4 separate regions of the Mus musculus genome follow, and regions 1, 2 and 4 are each linked to region 3. A link is a contact called in public HiCAR-type and HiChIP or PLAC-seq data. All regions are on one chromosome and are shown on one strand. Each heading gives the region's core, a stretch centred on a gene start, on an enhancer-like site or on the middle of the called end of the contact. The rest is flanking DNA. Distances are from core to core; before and after follow the strand shown. Region 1 has its middle 66 kb from the start of Marcks. Region 2 has its middle 180 kb from the start of Gm31330. Region 3 has its middle 7.1 kb from the start of Gm31202. Region 4 has its middle 250 kb from the start of Gm46220.

The links. HiCAR-type assays count read pairs that join an accessible place to other places. HiChIP or PLAC-seq counts read pairs in DNA pulled down with a chosen protein or histone mark.
Region 1: a contact with region 3 is called in an H3K27ac HiChIP or PLAC-seq map of neural progenitor cells, with 4 times the contacts expected there. The contact joins two enhancer-like sites. A contact is called at or near these places in 1 of 15 datasets of contacts at CTCF or cohesin (the NIH/3T3 cell line), 8 of 484 Hi-C or Micro-C datasets (CD4 T cells, bone marrow-derived macrophages, cerebral cortex and 5 more) and 4 of 115 datasets of contacts at active chromatin or transcription factors (fibro-adipogenic progenitors, microglia, neural progenitor cells and 1 more).
Region 2: a contact with region 3 is called in an HNF4G HiChIP or PLAC-seq map of pancreatic cancer cells. The contact joins two enhancer-like sites. A contact is called at or near these places in 1 of 15 datasets of contacts at CTCF or cohesin (the NIH/3T3 cell line), 2 of 484 Hi-C or Micro-C datasets (3T3-L1-derived adipocytes and embryonic fibroblasts) and 2 of 115 datasets of contacts at active chromatin or transcription factors (bone marrow-derived dendritic cells and pancreatic cancer cells).
Region 4: a HiCAR-type map of astrocytes shows a contact between it and region 3, with 2.3 times the contacts expected there. The contact joins two enhancer-like sites. A contact is called at or near these places in 3 of 484 Hi-C or Micro-C datasets (B cells, adipose-derived mesenchymal stem cells and bone marrow-derived dendritic cells) and 1 of 115 datasets of contacts at active chromatin or transcription factors (astrocytes).

What each region holds. Positions count from the first base shown.
Region 1 is chr10:37,071,386-37,074,554 of GRCm38.p6, forward strand. No RefSeq gene overlaps it. Among named protein-coding and RNA genes, the nearest start is that of Marcks, 66 kb to the right of the region's middle. Within about 2 kb of position 1,631, at least 19 of the 459 cell types and tissues checked have an H3K27ac peak or open chromatin away from gene starts, as enhancers often do. A contact at or near this core is called in neural progenitor cells, where this site is marked.
Region 2 is chr10:37,615,121-37,618,104 of GRCm38.p6, forward strand. No RefSeq gene overlaps it. Among named protein-coding and RNA genes, the nearest start is that of Gm31330, 180 kb to the left of the region's middle. Within about 2 kb of position 1,506, at least 60 of the 459 cell types and tissues checked have an H3K27ac peak or open chromatin away from gene starts, as enhancers often do. A contact at or near this core is called in the NIH/3T3 cell line, embryonic fibroblasts and pancreatic cancer cells, where this site is marked.
Region 3 is chr10:37,355,560-37,358,873 of GRCm38.p6, forward strand. No RefSeq gene overlaps it. Among named protein-coding and RNA genes, the nearest start is that of Gm31202, 7.1 kb to the right of the region's middle. Within about 2 kb of position 1,867, at least 103 of the 459 cell types and tissues checked have an H3K27ac peak or open chromatin away from gene starts, as enhancers often do. A contact at or near this core is called in the NIH/3T3 cell line, astrocytes, embryonic fibroblasts and 2 more, where this site is marked.
Region 4 is chr10:37,810,894-37,813,888 of GRCm38.p6, forward strand. No RefSeq gene overlaps it. Among named protein-coding and RNA genes, the nearest start is that of Gm46220, 250 kb to the right of the region's middle. Within about 2 kb of position 1,583, at least 59 of the 459 cell types and tissues checked have an H3K27ac peak or open chromatin away from gene starts, as enhancers often do. A contact at or near this core is called in astrocytes, where this site is marked.

The sequences.
Region 1 (3,169 bases), core at 381-2,880, 280 kb before region 3:
TAAAAATAAATAAACTATTGGCCTGACCATGTTCCATTTCAGAGATAAAAGTAGTTTTGAACCTGGACTCATAAAATGACTTTGGTGACTTCTGCCTAGAGCCATCACCAAGACAGCTATGTCCCCCAATAAAGAAAGACAGGTCAGAGATGCAGGCCCTGAGGCCCCACTGTCTTCTGGTAGTCTTTGAATGTCTTTGGGCTGTTAATCGTTCACATTTGCAACCCTGAAGTGCTATTGGTTCTGATAGACAGCTCTAGCCTTCACTGGTGATGTTCCTCCACATGGCTGACTCCTCATTTTCAACTGGGGGAGGGAATCCCCTCCTCAGAAGGTGAAGCCTGCCATGTTCTTCCTCTGAAGATGGGCGCCCTGGGTGTTCAGGCCTCTGACTCAAAGGGAACAAACAGTATTCAGCTTTTAGTTCTCCTATTTGAATCTATAGAACTGGGGTCTATTTCATCACTCTGCCTTATTGTGACTTGTAAGAGATTAAGCAGTGTGTGTGTTTGTGGTATTTATATGATATGCATGGTATGTGTGTATATGTAGTATGTGTGAGTGTGCATATGTGATGTGTGTGGAATGTGTTTATGTGTATGTGGTATATGTGTGGTGTGTGTGTGTGTGTGTGTGTGTGTGTGTGTGTGTGTGTGTGTGTGTAGATAAGGAATGGAATAGCATTTAGGGTTTTAAATGAGAAACCAGGTATAAAATATGAAGCCTGACATGTATGGCACTCAATTGATCTTTCTTTTCACTCCTTCCTCTCCTGTAATACTTGGCCCTGTCTTAGAAGGTGTGGTGGTTTGAATGAAAATGGCTCCCACAGGCTCATAGGGAGTGGCATTATTTGAAAAGATTAGGACAAGTGGCCTTGTTGGAGTAGGTGTGGCCTAACTGGAAGTGTGTCACTAGGGATGGGCTTTGAGGTTTCGGAGGCTCTAAACAGTACCAGGGGCAGAAGTTCTCTCTCTTCCTCCTGCCTGAGGACACAGATGTAGAATTCTCTCAGTTCCTTTCCCAGCGTCATGTCTGCCTACACACCGCCATGTTTCACACCGTGACGATAATGGACTAAACCTCTGAACTGTAAGCCTCCTTCAATTAAATTTTTTCTTTATAAGTGTTGCCATGGTCATGGAGTTCCTTCAGCTCAATAGAACACTGACAGATAGGGACTTGGAGGTGACGTTAGAGGACTGTGCCTAGGGTGACTTCTTCCTGAAAAGCATGATGGGATTATGATGAAACATTCACATTTTAAAAGTCATTTTTAAAGCCTGTGGGTTCATCAATGAACGCACTTTATAGTGAGAACTGCTCGTCTCACTTTCTTGGAGCAGTCATCGTGACTTAGCTCATACATACTAGGTGATAATTACATTTTGGTGTAATCTGAAATTCAATAAACACCACTGAAAACTGATAATTACAAATTATGACAATAATAGCATGTGAGGCTCATCATGAATCTCATGGAGTCTATTCAGGAGAAAGCAAGAGAAAATGCTAAAGTGTAAATACATTTAGAGTTAATTCATTGCAATTATTTCAATATAAAACGGAGCATACTGGAGAAATTGTCAAAGACTGGCTTGACCACTAGGGGGAGCACATAGATTAAAAACCCTACAGCTTCTCCATCAGCCTCTGAAAGCTTTTAAGGCCTGCAAATAGCAATTTCCCAGGACTGTTTACCCGATCTTCTTGTGCTCCTCATACACTAGAGCAGCGGTTCTCAAACTGAGGATCTCGAACCCTTTGGGGCCAAGCAATTCTTTCACAGGGATCGCATACCAGATAGTCTGCATATCAGATATTTACATTATAATTCTTAATGGTAGCAAAATTAGTTATGAAGTAGCAATGAAAATAATTTTATGGCTGAGAGTCACTACAACATGAAGAACTGCATGAAATGGTGCTAGCATTAGAAAGACTGAAAACCACTGTGTTAGAGGGATGTGTAAGTGAAAAAGTTAAAAAGGAATATGAGTATATTGGAAATGTCTACAATACTGAGCTGGGAGGCTCACACCTGTAAACCCAGCACTTAGGAGACAGGCCGGAAGAACTTTAATATCAGCAACCACAAACTCAGGCTTGCTTTGTAAGCAAAGGCTTGATCTACCCGAAGGAAACCTCTGGAAATGGAAACCAGGAGATTTGGCTTTAATGTATTTCCATGAGGCCAACAGGCTCCCTCCTTTCAGCAGACATGATCAAAGCAAGGGATGATGCAAAGGAGAGTTGGCTGGTTCTAACTGGGTTGGTTATCTAGTTATCAGTACAGCTGTGGTGCAGTCACCTAGACGTCATTTAAATGTATTTGACTGTTTTATGGCCCACAAATAGTGAAATGGGTTTTTGTGAAAACATGTCATGGTATGTATGTTCACTTTTTTTTCTTTTCACATTGACTATAGAGATTGAATGAGGTGGATCACTAAATGTTTCAAGATGAGATTAAAGGGTGTGTTGTGTGTTTGTGTATGTGTGTGTGTTAAATTCAACCAGATTAGAATTACTTTTGGTAACCAAAGAAACCATCACAAATTATTAATAAAAGAAATCTACATTTAAAAAAAAGTGCCAGACAATCACAGCTATTTTGCATAGTGAGGTCTAGAGCCACATTGCATGACCTCGTCTCAAGAAAATAAAGCCAAAACAAATCCTAGAAATGATTATAAATGCTCCAAAAAAAATTGCTGAGCCTATGTACCCCAAATTATAGATTCAATTTAAAAAATTTTTTCCAAATGTGTGGGTCTTTTTAAAAACATTCTATGGAATTATTTATTTTGTTTACACATGATCAAGGGTTGGGGTTTTGCAATAAGATCTGACATGCATACAAATATGGAATGCCAGTGTTTCTGAGTCATATCAACTCCTGGGCATGTCTTAAGTTGACTCCTTTTCATCCATTTCCCATTGCAATAGCTGGGTTCTAGGATCTACTGCTTTTCGCCAGGACAGCCATGATCATTTCTTCTTTACGGCCTCTATCCATGTTGATAACCTCTATCTGTCACTTAAACACAACTCACTGAGCTTCACATTCAAATGTGTGTTCATGTGTGCTGGGGACCAATCCTAGTTCCTCACATACGCCAAGCACATTCTGTAACTGAACTGCACCTCTAGCCTCCAGACGAATTTT
Region 2 (2,984 bases), core at 256-2,755, 260 kb after region 3:
AAGGAATATTGAAATTGGTAGGGAACTTGAATTTGAACATCAGCATAAAATCAAAAGAACAGATTTCTTTTATGATTGTTTTTATATCACCTCCACCAATGTTGATGCTTTATATGCAGTCAAATGACAATAAGGCTAAGCATTACCAAGTGGTATACAATCCCAGTTGTTTTGGAGAAGTCATATGAAAGGAGATAAGAGGCAGCCAGCTGCCCCTTTTTGTTAGCCATGGCTGTTTTGGTGAGTTTTATTATTTATTTTTATTGTTCTTTTCCCCCTCAGGAATGAAAATTTCAATGCAGCTTAGTTACAAATTAACAGATTCACTGGCTCCTGGGAGACGACATGACATTGGATCATGTTTTCTGTTTTCAGTGAAGTTTGCTTATTTGTATTTTACAGATGTGGTGATCAAAAAGCAGCGGGAGTGAGACAGAATCATCTTTGTAGAGGTGCAATCAATGTCAGAGCACCAACAAGCCTGCTCTGGATCTGGAAGCCTGGCCACCAGGTCTCCTTGCCCAGCTGAAGAACAATGGATCTGAGCAACTGTCTTAGGCTAATACATAAAATGTGTGAATATTAGTTAGTGTCTGGATTTTTTTCTTTTTCTTTTCCCTTTTTCTTTTAGGCAACGACTTAAAATATAAAATTAAAGTCATGATACATTCAGGTGCTTGGATTCCTTTCACACTAAAGCTCTTTCAGGTCATAGGGATTTGGGGACATATTCCTACTTCAAATATTTTAAAAGTAATTTCATGAAAATATATATATGCCACTTTATGTAGTTACATAAATGTATGCCACTTCTTGTATATATAAAGTTGTATTATTGCTAAGTGAATTATTCCTAGAAAGGATGAAAATAAAAGCTCCATCTTATTTAAGAAGTAAATATGTGAAAGAATTTCTGAATTTCACCAAGGCTATTTTGCAATTCTTTCACAATATGCTAAGCTCAATATCCTGCTTTAACAACATGTACTTGAGTGGTCACATTTTAGGTTTATGGGGGAACAATTGATGTAAAAGAACATAAAGATCTCTGCCAAATGTTTGACATCTGACCTTTAATCATTTGTTGGACTTTACTTTAATAACATGACAACTCTGTATAAAGTATGTGCCCATGCGCGCGCACACACACACACACACACACACACACACACACACAGAGTTGAGGTATCTTTAGATTTAATAGTCAGTAGGAAAGGCCCTCTTTAGCAATCATTCTCCAGGACCTGGCCTGTCACATGTCTCCTGAGGTCAGAGCTACTACAGAAGCAGACCAATTCTGAGGCCCAGAACTGGTGACTTGCTTTTCTGCTCTGGTAGGATATTTAAACAAGCCAAGAATGGTGTGCCTTAAACAAATAAAGATTGAATGTGCGTGTCACAAGATTCCTGGTGAGCCAGGAAACAGATCCAGCCTTGAAGCTGCTTTCTTGATTGCAGGCTCCTAGTCAGAAACCTTGCAGAGCTGTGGCCTGGAAAAGCCCCTCCTCTGCCTTGTTTTGTCTTCCCCAGATGAGAGAGGGTAAAGAAAGTCTGGAAATCTGACCCAACTCAGGCCAATAAAGGGCTTTTGTCTGTGAACCTGACCACAAATGATTCATTAACATCCCACTGAAAAATTTTTGTCAGGATCCCACCCCCATCTTTAGAGAAATAAACAATTTGAAACAAAACTGAAGTCCAAGTGTAATCAATTCCCTCTTCAAAATCCTGCTGTCTACTGCATGTAAAGGTATTTATTTCTCCACGACAAAACAGTTGTTATAGATTTACTTCCATAGGCATGCTCTTAATTAAGTTCACAATCTGTTTTGTCAAAAGTAAAACAGGGGAAAAAAATCTTTCCAAAATGTCTCTAGTTAATATTTAATTAATAGCTAAGTTAGATTAAGAAAAACAAAAACCATACATGCTTCATTTGTATGTCTAATAGATGAATAATCATGCTCCTATCTTAATGCTGAGTAAAGTTATATTTTCATCTATTCCAAAAAAGTTCAACGGAAATTAGTAATTCTGCTTTAGAATTTAATCCTTTTTTCCTTGATGCTAACTAAAGGTAGGTACCAATTTTCGAAGGAAGTATACATTGAATTTCATTTCTGTCATATTCTCCCCTAAGAAGCATTGGTAATGCTTGACCTTTTAATAACTGACTTCAATTTAAATTAGAAAATACCAGTGGCATTAAATTATATTCACCGTTTATTAATATAACATTTAAACTCAAGGAAAATGCCAGATTCAAAATTTCTGACAAGGAAAATTCATCCCAAGCAACCTTTGTCTATGCCCTTTGTAAGAAACACAGCAGTAGCTGAGCCATCTTCTGTGCTGGTGTGCTTCAGTGTCACCAGGAGCACCCATCTCTCTCCTAGAAAGGCTTTCACCAGATTATCTACTTTTATGAGGAGAGAAAAGGCTTCTCTGCATCTCCAACTTAAGGGATAAAATAATACACAACCCCTTTTAAGAGCAGGGGACTCTAGAAATAATCTCTTTCACTGGGAAAGAGTTCTTTGGAGTCATGGTATGATAGCGGTGTGAAATGTCAGTTCTAGATTTTTAACGTGACTTAAATGTACCCTCTGATATCCAGGATTCATCGTCAACTCTGCTTTAATTACCTCTATTCCCTTCTAGGTCCTGTACTTTTGTGGCACTTGGAACAAATAAGACCCACGCGCTGGGATCTGACAGCAGTGTGGCCAAGTGATTGAGACAAGAGGTTGATTGGCAGAATGCTGCCCTGCTCTACACTCAAGCATTCCTTGGAAGCCCGCCCACAGATAGTGGGACTATTTTTAGCAGCTTACCTCCAGGTTAAAGTAGCTATTAGATATCCAGATTCACCCCCCTCCTCAGGGGCCCTTTCAGATGCAGCAAAATAGAACATAAAAGGGTGTAATTGGATGATTACAGCTAAGAACTGTAATCAGGAGCCATAGGGTCCCTCTCTCTCCTGA
Region 3 (3,314 bases), core at 617-3,116:
TTTCTATAATCATCTTCACTTTCTCCTGTGTCTTCATAGCAAGGTTAATCTTTTCATTCGGGCCCCATTTCCTTCAGCTTTCCCATGGAATAAATCTTCCTATGCCACAATCTTAATGTTGTAGAGATGAAAGGCTTTGCTTTTCCCTCTCTACCTAAATTAACAAAAGACTCACAGTGCAAGGCTGGTGACTTGCTAGGATCTGAGTATATACATTCTTTCACCTGAGAAGCTGGAAATATTAACTCAAATGGTACAATCTAAATAAAAACAGATTGCTCAATATCAAGTAACTTACTTCACATGGGAAACCCAACCCAAATGGGAAGAAAAGGATCATAAAAATAACAATGTCTAGGAAGATTTTATTTCAAAATATAGTTCATGGCCTTATCTATTCACTCCTTTGTTTATTATTGATTGATTGATTGATAGACTCTGTCTTTAGGTTACAATTGCTATGAAGAGACAACATGACTAAGGCAACTTATCAAAGAAAGCATTTAATTGAGAGTTTGCTTACAATCTCAGAGGGTTAGACTATGTTCATCATGGTAGGGAGGCAGGCAGGCATGTGCTGGAGCAGTAGCAGAGCACTTGCATCTGATTCACAAGATGGAGAGAAAGAGAGAGAGAGAGAGAGAGAGAGAGAGAGAGAGAGAGAGAGAGAGAGAGACATGAAGTGGGCTTTTGAAGCCCCAGAGTCCACCTCCAGTGACACACTTCTTCCAACAAGGCCATAACTCCTAATGCTTCCCAAACAGTTCCACTGACTGGGAACCAAACATTCAAATACATGAGCCTATGGGGACTTTTCTGAGTCAAACCTGTGGCAGGATTTTCCCTCTCCAATTACATTAAAATTTTAGTGCAGCAGGAGGCCTGTGATTGGACAGGGAAAAGGGAGGTATAGCTAAGAGTTGAGAGATGGGATGGAGGGAGAGACAGGAAGCAAGATCTATGGACAGGATGATGCAGAACCATCATGGCTTTGAATAGCCATGGGTAGATATGCTACTATATTGGGATAAAATAATTGGGGTAACTTGACTAATCTAGGTGGGCAGCTTGTATCAGTATCAATTGGCACAGAAATTATTGTGTGGCCATCTTGTGAATTGAGAATTTATTGATATATAAATCTTACTGGTTAATTATAAGCTTCAAGACTTTTGTTTTACTGTGTTACTGGAATATGGTACCACAGACCATAGGGGTTTGTGGTTTTAGGAACAAGCCACTGAGGCAAGCGAACTGGAGCTAGGAAGACTGCAATCAATTGCTGCATGGGGCTAGCCATGGAGGCAGTGGGGTTGGCGGGGTAGAGAGTAGCCGGACTTAGTGCGAAAACTTGTTCTCTTTTAATGTTTCCTGCAATACACACCACTATAGGTTCTTACCAGACAGTGTAGTCTAATCTTGAACATACAATCCTCCTGCCGTAGCTGCTAGAATGCTGGGATTATAGGCATGTACCTCCATTCCTGACATTGCTTTAAAACAAAACAGAAAAAAAAAAAAAAAAGGTCATTTCCACTGCTTTATTTGAAAATCCATGGTAGCCAAGGATGGTGGTTCGTGACTTTAATCCCATTGAGTGGCACAGTCAAGATTTCTGTTCATTTGAGGTCAGCCTGATCTACATAGCAGGACAATCATGGGAGAGCACAGTCAGCAGCACCAGTGAATGGGAAAAGATATTGAAGCCTTTCTGCTCTGGTCTTTGACCACGTGCCCAGACCACCACAATCCTACCATTTGAGATACACCACCACAAACACAGTGAAACTATGTACCTAGGGAGAAAACGGCACATGCTGTGGATGGAGGAAAGCCTGAGCACTCTTCATTTTTAAGAGCTGCCAAGCTTTGCTGCTGGCTAATGTTTACATTCACAGAGGAATGTGATTGTAATATTGAGCTCATGCCTCTGGAATGTGCATTTTAATAAGAGAAATGCAGGCTCCAGTGTGATATCTCCATGTCAAGTTTTGCGTACATGAATGCACATACAGACACACACATACACACACACAGAGGCACACACGGAGGTAGGCAAACCTGTGATGTTTTCCAGCTTAAACGGTTGAGAGTTTTTAATTAAATGCAAAGACTAACACTTATCGTGCAGAAGGAGAGGATCTAAGCCTGCAGTGTTTGCAGCCACAAGGGATACCCAGTGTGCATGGGCCATTTTTGAACACTGAAGGAGACAGAAGTACCTCAGGATCAGCTGCAGCATCAACAAATCCCAGTGACCTAGATTCAGCTATAGATAATGAACTGGTGGCCTGTGTAGCTAGCTCTGTACCAACAGCCTGTCTGCAGTTCCATGGGCTGCCTGGCAAACAGCGCTGATCCATTTCACCATGACAACCTTGGCTGCTCTACTAAAGGCTGTGTGCAGGGAAATGCTCACTGTCAGCATTGTAAAGATTCCAAAAATTAAGTTTACTCAGATTTTTTTTTTAAATACACATCTCAAAAATCCAACTAAAAAGACATTCTTTAACAGTGTTGGAAGAGCTGGAGAAGGCAGATGTGCACAAGTGTTAGCCTTCTCTAAGCCTTACATTATCAGCAAAATGATCAACATTATGTCTTACTCAGCCAACGGCATCATGATAAACGTGCATCTAACCAAAATGAACGAGTCACTCTCTGAAAGAGAGAATGTACAAGTCAAAAGCCTAAGGAGTTATCTCCCACTGCTACACATATTCTGATCTTTTAAAATAGAAAATATGGAATCAAATAATTTCACAATAAGTAAATGGAAGGGTTTAAGTGGATTTACTAGAGCCTTGCCTCGGAGTTAATGTGTGCAGAATTGAGTTTCATTGGAGAACGACACTAGTATGCCCCTTGGGGGGGCGGGGGAATGGGTCTGTGCTTTGGTAAAGGAATTCCATTTAGGGAGAGCAATTTAGGAAAATCAGGCCCTGGTATGTGCACATGATCACATTAAAATGTTACCTCGGCTTGTCTGATGAAAACCACAGCCCCAAAGTGATCGCATTTGCAGACCTTTATACTGAACACCATGTGCTGAACTCAGCATCCCCTTTTTGTTGAGTTAGTTCAGGAAGGTAAATCTTAGAACCTCCTGCACTGTTGCTGTTTTGTGCACAGGAAAGGGAGTCACAGCAGGCTAAAGAATGGCTCAGGGCTTATTACCAAGGCTGTAGCTCAGGCCTGAGACAGAGAGTATATTTACTCAGGTAGAGTAGATTAACATGTGAGTTTTGTTTGTTTATTTTAGGAACAGTGTCTCACTTTGTAGCTTAGGTGTGCTAGGTAGGTTTTGTTTGTTT
Region 4 (2,995 bases), core at 333-2,832, 460 kb after region 3:
TCTATAGCCTGGGTTGTGCAGAAGACCAGTTATGGCTATGCATGACTGGGTTTCCCACATTGCCATGGAGGCCATATCTGAGAGATGTCAGTGAGGAACCATCCATTTACTGATCTTTTCCTAATCAGAAGACCAGCCTCTTCATCTCTCTCTGGCGGCTGGCTTAAGATGGAAATTTGAGCCTATCTCTTTTAATTTAAGGTCTTGACTTGGTCTATCAGACACTATGAGTTGGTCTAGTTGGCTATCTTGCAAGTTCCAATCTGTCCTCTTCATAGCTATCATTTTTGATCAGACATATCAACTGATTTAAGTTAATTAGCTAAATCCTACAAAGTTTTTGAGATCTTACTGAGTTTATTTAGCTGATATCTTTTTTTATAATTTTGATAAAGGTTTTCCTCTCCTTTAGAGAACACAAGACCCCTCAGTTTATGTGTATCAAGACAGAAATTAGCTTTTCAAGAGAACACATCTTTCAGTTGCTTCTTGAAAATATGCTTCATTAGGAGAATCTGACTTTGTTGAAAGCTGTGATGTAAAAACTGTGATCAGCAAAACATACGAAAATAATCTTCTTTTTGGCCATCAATGATTTTGACCCATTGTTTCTCTAGAGATAAATGACATGATGCAATTTTATTTTAAATTTTGATGAATTATTCTTTTTCATTTAATTAGCATCACCAGGTAGTATTGAGACATGAAATCCGGCTGAATACAATGTTTTCTCTGCCGTGTCATTAGTGAAATAGCAGGAGTGTAATCAAATGTGACCCTTATGCTTTCTTTTTCAAAATGCTGTCAACAGAACTGGCTCCTCAGTTTGCTAAGATTCATCAGTGAGAGGATAGAAAGTTGAGTGAGATTTGAAGCAATATCCTCATTAGAGTTTCTTTTAATCAGTCTCTCTCTCTGTATATACACAGAATTTAAAGGGGGAAATACAAAGCCATACCATCACAGTTCTAGCCTGATATTTATGTTTGGCTGACATGAGAGGGTACCTGAGGCCAAGGTGACATTTAAAAGAGTGGTTACCTAGTCTGTCATCTCACTTCTGCAATTCATGTGGTACTGTGTGTCACATGAAGTTATCAGGAAATGGTGTGGAAAGTACGGTTCTTACTCTCAGTAGATTGTGGGAAACCTAGGGGATTCTGACGTGTGCTTTAAAAATATATTTCAAAACTTCTAAAAGGCATGATTTCGAAATGTGATTGGCTGGCTACTGGTGATTTTCAGACTAAAAATTAATCTGCTTGCAATGAAACCCACGTGAACCACGGCCATTGGGAGTATAGAAATTAACTTGAAGACGTGCAGTTTTCCATTTTATTTATCAAGCATTCACAACCAAAACAAGGCTATTTTTTATGGTTACAATCAAGTGCCTTCATGCCTGAATTCAAGCTTCCTAAATCAGAAAGTGCCAGAAATTACACTTTGAACCTCCAAATCATTTGAGTTGAACAGTAGTGTATTTTTGGAGACCAAATGTGCTCTCATATCCTTCCAACTCTGTAAAACCAAACAAGCAGGAATGTCATTATCTGGACATCCAGTCTTCATCCCTCACAAGTGACTCTGTCTTCCAGTGACACTGTTCCCCTGCTCCAGACAGAGCAGCAACTGTTCCCCAGTGTACATTTCCATTGCATCCCCCATCTTCTCTCCCTCCCCCTCCCCTCCCCCTTTACAGCCACAAATGCTTCAACAGAAGTGGGGGAAGATCCAAAGAATCCCCTTTACTAACTAGAACTAAGATGAATTGTGTCAGAGTTCAGAGCTTCGTTGTTGCTTGGCATGAAATTACTGCCCGTGGTTTCTGCCAAGGCGGGTGTCAGCTGGTGAATTATAACAGTGGCAGACAGGACTGAGATAAGCAGAAAATACAATGGCAGCTGCTACACAGAACTATTCTTTCTGGCCTAGTGAATACAAAAATACATTGTGTAAATAAAGACAGACAGCTTCTTTATGCAATTGTCTGCTACTGTGCAACTGCTAAGGAACAAGTATTGATTCCTGAAAATAGCCCCAGACACTTGAATGCAATATGCTTTTACACGTGAGATGACTGGGTTATTAAGAAAGCAACAATAAATCTAACTTCCTAACATTAGAGTTGAACCTTCAGGTAAATAAAGTATACCACTGTGTTACGTTACATTTCTGAACTTGAGCATTTCTTCAAAGCATGTCTTTCATTCAAGTCCACAATTCTTTATTGTGTTTTGAGTGTGAAATCTAGGGCTGTGATTGAGTTTTCATCAATTATAAAATAAGTGCTGTATCAGGGCTCTTGCTTAGATTGCCACAACAAAGTGCCATCCTCTGGAATGGCTTAAACAACAGACGTTTGTTTTCTTGTGATGCTCTTGGCTGGATATACTTCATTAAGACCTGACACAGTTGGTTTCTGGTAATAGATTCTTGGCTTGTAGAACAATGCATTTTTTCTCTGTGTTATATCTGGCTTTATAGCATCTACTTACTAATCTGTTTATTTTTTGAAAGCATTTTGCTATGTGGCCCATCATTAATCACCTGGGCCAGAGCTATCTTCCTAGCTTTGTCTCCTGAATAGCTGGGACTATAGTGTGCCACCACACTTGGGTCACTTACTAAAAGGGCACTAATTCTATCAGTTTAGGATCCCATATATAAGTTTCTATGTAATTTTTATTACTTTTTTAAACTTTAATTACTTTTTTTTTGTTCCCACTTTAAACAGTCAGAGTTTTTATGTTTCTGCCCAGAAAGTTTGGTAGGATAACATGGTATTCTTTATGTAAAAGTGCCCTAGGCACACTTGATTTTTTTAAAATTTTTTTAATTTTTAATTTTTTTTTTTCGAGACAGGGTTTCTCTGTATATCCCTGGCTGTTCTGGAACTCACTTTGTAGACCAGGCTGGCCTCAAACTCAGAAATCTGCCTGCCTCTGCCTCCCAAGTGCTGGGATTAAAGGTGTGTGCCACCATGCCCAGCACA